2 separate regions of the Capsicum annuum genome follow, and region 1 is linked to region 2. A link is a contact called in public Hi-C data. All regions are on one chromosome and are shown on one strand. Each heading gives the region's core, a stretch centred on a gene start, on an enhancer-like site or on the middle of the called end of the contact. The rest is flanking DNA. Distances are from core to core; before and after follow the strand shown. Region 1 has its middle 33 kb from the start of LOC124886801. Region 2 holds the start of LOC107838892 (homeobox protein ATH1).

Region 1 (2,979 bases), core at 124-2,623, 230 kb after region 2:
TATAAAATGAGTGTAGTACACTTGCGACGACGTGGTAAAGTAATCAATTATATTAGTGCATGTGACATATAATTTCAAAAAAATTAACGATTTTAGGGGTTAGAGGGAGCCACTCAATATAGATCAATCCACAATATGATTCAAATCCAATATAGTATCTACGGGTACATAAGAAATGTATTGAATCAATTTTGTTTTAATGAATAAATCTGATCGCAACTTCGGATATGAAATTTAAAAAAAAAAATTATGAGTAAAAGATAAAAAAAATAATAAATTACTGAAATCCTAACTCTAATCAGCCTTCACTGTCACCCCCTCCGAACGCCTTCACCTTCATCTACCATGTCAAAAGCTATCATCTCCATTTCAAGCTTATTAATGACATAAAACTTCAAAACAAAAACCAATGCAAAATCCGTTGAAAAAATTCAAGAAAAACATCATCTTTTAACATAAAAATTGACAAATCATTACAATAAAAAAAAAATCAATTTTATCTAATAATTAAGAAATTAATTGAATTTGAAAAGTGAAATGAGGAAGAACGCGTAGACATAACATTTCCCTTGAATACATCATATTTCTTTTTTTTTCTTTTATGTGTTTTTTCTTCATTTCACTTTAAATTAATGTTTTTTTCTTTTTCAGAATTTGTTCTTTTTCTTTTATTTTAGATCTGCTCTTTATTTTTTTCTATTCGAATTTATTTTGTTGGGAAGAAGAGAAGGTGGAGGCAGGGGTGGGGGTTGCAAGAGGAAGAGAAAAACAGAGAGAGAAAGAGAGGAAGTATAATTTGGGTGATGGACTTCATTTTTTCGGCAAGAAAATATAATGGAAGGTGGTGGTGAATTTGGAACAAGAATACAATGACGAAAACAAAGAAAAAAAAGGAATTTGACAAAAAAAAAAAAAAAAACTCCTGACACATCTATTGCAGGTGTTGTACACTCATTAAGTCATACCATCAAAATATATTTAAGTAGTTTAAACTCAAAGTGATAGTGGTATTCAATAAGTATAAGATTGTGTTGAGATATCTAAGTGAATTATATTTATAATTTAAAAAAAATTATAGATAATTTAAATCTTATCTATTTTATCTATTTTATGCTTAACATTAAATATGACTTATTATTTAATATATTTTTTAAAATATTAAATTTATTATATTTAAAAAATAATATTATAAAATTATTCTTACTATTCATTACTTTTTAATTCTTGTTTCAGTAAAAAAAATAGATAAATAAAGATGGAGTGAGCTATATACGAACCAAAAGTGAAGGAGATGGTTATTAGACCACACCACTCCTACTAGTTGATGGTAGGCGGAAGTGCAGTTCCATTCATTTCCTGTTGCAGCCTTTACTAATCAGAGGGCCCATTCCTTTTCACAGGCCCCCTTCATTATCCCTCTTTTATTGTTCACCCCATCCGCTCCCTACCCTCTCTCTGCCCTTTTTGCAATAATATCAGAACTGACATATCTGGATTCCCTTAATTCTGTTAGAACTTCTATTCATTGCAGTATTTTTTCTTGTCGAGAAATTTTTTTTCTACACACGTCAAAAGCCCCTCTGTTTTTTTACTCTTTTTTATCTAATTTGAAAAGCAACGTTGATGAGAAAAGACAGCAAAGTGAGCAAGAGAAAAAATATGCTTTCGTTGCTTGATTCAAACAACTAAATTGTTAAGGCAAATAAATGTGAATGATGATGATGCAACATGAAGTAATATGGGGTACTACTGTTGCACAAGCTGTATACTTTTTAGTAGCAGTAGTTTGTCTTTTTATGATTATTAAAAGGTGTCGAAAATCGATGAAATTTCTCCATTTTTTATTTTAAAATTTTAAAATTTATTCACAGAAAATCATACATTCTAAGAATAAATTGATGTTTGGAGATGTAATTTTATTCTATAATTTTCAATTAATGTTTGAACATGTGATTTGAAATTAAATTTGAAATCAGGAGTTCATATCAAATTCTTAACAAACTTTAATTTGAATCTCCAAATCATGATTTCAATTTTTTTACCTATAAAATTTGACCATAAATTTATATATGTAAAACAATTATTTTTTTAATCTTTGAAAACAAAACATCTTGCTTGCTGTGATGAGATTCATACCATGTGAAAAAGTTATAGCAAAAAATAATTAGTCACTATTATTATTGATTAATAAATTTTTTATAAAATTATGTGTATTTACTTTTTATCACAAATATTTTTTTATAAAAATGTTATGGAAATATACAATTTATCAATGCAGTATTTTAAGATATTATATATTCATATTTATGGATTATTACTTGCTCATTTAATAATATTATATAAGAATTTGAGAAAAAAATTAATAAGTTTCATAATTTATAAGATTTTTATATTTTTGAAAACAATACAACATAAAAACTTAATATTATATAATTAAACAAAACTTCAACTTTACATAAAATAAATTTATATCACATCCAAACAAGTCGTATGTTTGAAATATCAAGTATTCTCTATGTCTTATTTATTTAGTATCATTTGATTTAACATAATAACACTTTTAAAATTTAAAATTTAAAATTTAAAATAATCATTTTAAATGTTTATATTAATTATAAATTATGTTAATAAAAATAAAAAAATTTAAAGTTGATCTTTTCTAATATGATAAAGTGACATTTATTTTTGAAGTAACTAAAATAAAAGCATGACAATATTTTTAATGAAAGGGAGAGGGGGAAAAGAGGGGGAAAATGAAATATTGATGATGCAAGCAAAATTGGAGTTTTTAGCAGAGAAGATCTGATGGGGAGATCTTTGACGAATTTTACTGGTGCAATTACCATTCTTATCTACTTCCTTTGTAGATAGGCTTTGTACGGTCGACACTCGTTTTTTTACCGGATTTAACACAAGTGAACAATCCCACGGGTGCAATACTCGTCTAGACAATAAATTCATCAAGTCAAAAAAAAATAA
Region 2 (3,317 bases), core at 631-3,130:
AACATGTCTTACCACTGATGGATGGCAGAGAAACACCTCTACTGAATTTGCTCCATCTAATTTTTTATGATTAACAAAATTAAAAGTTTACTGAGATGGCATTTGAAATTGTTCAACTTAAGGGCTTTACTTTCATCATGCACATCAAGCCCAAATTAACCTTTCCCTTTCCCTTCTCCACACCCCAACCCACCCTTTTTTTTTCGTACGTAAATATGATGGGCCGCAATCATTTACATCCAAATAGTTGACTCAATAAAAATGCTTTAATTCAGAGACGCTAGGAACTGAAATGAGCATCCAACTTATTTCGTCTCTTTATATTGATGGGTTGTCAATGCTATAAGAACAAATAGCAGCATTATATTAAAAAGTTCATGTGCTTCCAATATTGTATCAGAACCACAACTGTTTTTGAAAACAAGAACAACAGCAAGTGGGAGGGAAGTGTACACACACCTTACCCATACCTTGAGAGGCAGAGAAACTGTTTCAGATAAGACCCTCAGCCAGAATTGTTCTTAAATAATAGCAGAAATATGGAAAGCAAACAATCTGCTCTTTGATGTCTGAAAAACAAATATAGGAAGAAATTAGACATACATATAATTTCATAACTGACTCTCCTAACTCAGAACCCACATCCATTAAATTATGAATCCGCCACTTGAGTTCAACAATAATTCCCATGAACTGCCATCAAAGTTCTCAAATCTCCAAATGGGAAGGGTTAATTTGCCAAATTCTTACTTTCTTGATCAAGCAAGATGAAAATAGGAGTATGAAACAAACATCTGACAAAACCATTTCCTAGTCAGTGTGTAGAGGGCTGCTTAAGTGAAAAAAATTATCATGTCAAAACAACAACTATCAAAGTTTCTCTCCGTTACTTTAAGAGAAAAAAATATGGCACACGTCAAGTAGTAGAGAATGATAAACCAAGAATGAAACCAAAAGATGGCTTACATGGAACTTAAGGATAGAAAAGCCAGGAACATGAAAGGGAAAAAAGTGTTTCTCACCTTATAATTGATCTTAAAACACATCCAAAATACAAATACTTGAAAGATTGCAAACATTATTAGTAGAAAGTAATTCTAAGAATTAGTACTGGAGAAGAAGATAACCAAGTTGTGATAAATTTCCAAAAACAGCAGCTTCAATTCCTATTAAAATGGCATTCCAAGATTGTCTGTCTCATACCAAAAGATGGATCCCTTATTATTTGTTCCCGACATATATATTAACTTCTCACAGAAATCCAAATCCAAAAATGGAGAAAAACCCAAAACAAATCATTGGTTTTTCCCCTTTCACCCCAAACAATGTTCAGCAAAAAGTCGTGAAAGAGGACCTTTTTTTCCACCTTTGACAATAAAGAAGAAAGGTTAAAAAAAAAAAAAAAGAATATATGGTAAGACTAGTACACTATTTCAACCCCACAAACCCACCCTCTAAAACTACAAGAGTAAAAAAATGCAAAAAGTAAGATGTTTTGCTTGCATGAGGAAGAAAAGCAAGATTTTTACTCAGAACCCAACACCCAAGAAAAGTCAGAATCCCTCAGACCCCATGAAGAATCATCATCTTATAGCTCATGTGAGTCATACATTATTTAATTTTTTTTAAAAAAAAGGATGGTCTGTTTTGGGGGTCATTATCCAAAGGACATTCATTTTCATTAATAATCCCAAGAGGAGAGAGAGAGTGTGTGGTTGTGACTTTTGTGTGTGCCAGAGGTGTGTTAAAAGCCAAAAAAAATGGGCTTCTTGGTTTTGCAGAGAGCAGCTGGGAGATGAATAATTACAAGGATTTATGGACCCATTATGAAAATATAGGGAGAGAAGAGCCACACAAACGAAAACCATTCACATTTCATGCACAGCATAGCATATCACATATACTTTTCTAGCAGTGACGGATCTACAGTTGAAATGTTGGGTCCTATTCAACTCACTCTCTGTATTTATTTATTTATGTAGACCACTAAATTAAGTGTCGTTTGATAGAATGTATCAAAAAATATAATGCATGCATTAATTATTATGTATTAATAATATCTTATTTGGTACATTTTTTTATCTATGTATAATGCATGCATTAATTATTATGTATTAATAATATCTTGTTTGGTACATCTTTTTGTCTATGTATAACTAATGCAAACACTAGTTATACACTCTATTGTGTATTGAGGTGTGTATTAGTAATATACATTATTTCCTATGTATTAGTAATATAAAGATTTTAAACACATGTATTAACTTTTTGAATGACCTTAATATCCTTTAATTTTCCTCTCAAAATATTTAATAATTTTTTTTCCACCATTTTAATTTGCAAAAATAAATTTTCTCAAAACATTTCACAATTCATTTTTCACCATTTTAATTACAACAATGAATAGTTGGTTTAAATAACTCTAACATATTTTTGCTTTGTTTCGAGGATCTTTAAAAAGATTTAAAAATATTCTTGAGACTACTTCTTAATTTTACATCTTGTATTTTTTTTCAATCATGTTAATCCGTCAGCATAACATTTCATGCGCAAAGACGAAAGTCTTGCAATTAATCCTGAACCTTTATATACTAGTTCAACAATATTAATTATATTTGAGATAACAAAAAAACATTGTTGCAAAAATAGTGTACAAAGTCAAAGAAGGGTAATTTTGTAAACAAACATTTCTTTTATAGAAATTGTGTAAGATATATTATTTCTAATACATTAAATCAAACAATGTATAAGAAAAAATATCAGCATAACTAATACAAGTATAACTAATACAAAAATTATTAATGCAAATATTATTAATACATTATATTCTGCATTATTCTTATACACTCTACCAAACGACCCCTTAGTAGTATAAACATTATGTATGTGCTTGGCCATGAAAATCTAATTGGAGTTGGAGTTGTGTTTGATAATAAATATAAATTGGAGTTCTTTTTATATTTTTGTGAATAAATTAAAATAAAAAAGTGAAAATAAATTTTACTTGAGTTGAATTTCAAAATTTTTAAAAATTTTATAGTCAATATTTTTAAAAATTTTATATTCAAACACATATTTTGTAATTCAACTCAAAAAAAAAAAATCACGGTCAAGCGCCCCTTGTGCTTTTTACCCTATTGTTTAAGAAGTTCTATTCTTGAACCGTTTAGTTTGCATCGTAAGGGAATATAGCTAATCAAACTAGTTGATAAGTACTTTTTAATTTATGGAGATTGATTATTAGCTTGTGTTTTGAACATGCTATTTCATCTCATGTTTCAGTGACATGCAAGATGAAATCTCAAATGTTCACAAAA

Evidence for each region. A called contact is a pair of places that touch in the nucleus more often than the background predicts.
Region 1: a contact with region 2 is called in a Hi-C map of leaf, with 2.1 times the contacts expected there. The contact joins the enhancer-like site here to the promoter of LOC107838892 in region 2. A contact is called at or near these places in 3 of 5 Hi-C or Micro-C datasets (leaf and placenta).

Annotation. Positions count from the first base shown.
Region 1 is chr8:110,046,483-110,049,461 of UCD10Xv1.1, forward strand. No RefSeq gene overlaps it. Among protein-coding and RNA genes, the nearest start is that of LOC124886801, 33 kb to the left of the region's middle. Within about 2 kb of position 1,374, at least 5 of the 5 cell types and tissues checked have an H3K27ac peak or open chromatin away from gene starts, as enhancers often do. A contact at or near this core is called in leaf, where this site is marked.
Region 2 is chr8:109,816,213-109,819,529 of UCD10Xv1.1, forward strand. LOC107838892 (homeobox protein ATH1) reads right to left here and starts at 1,881. Exons shown (of 6, transcript XM_047395796.1): 1 at 1,128-1,881; 2 at 460-569.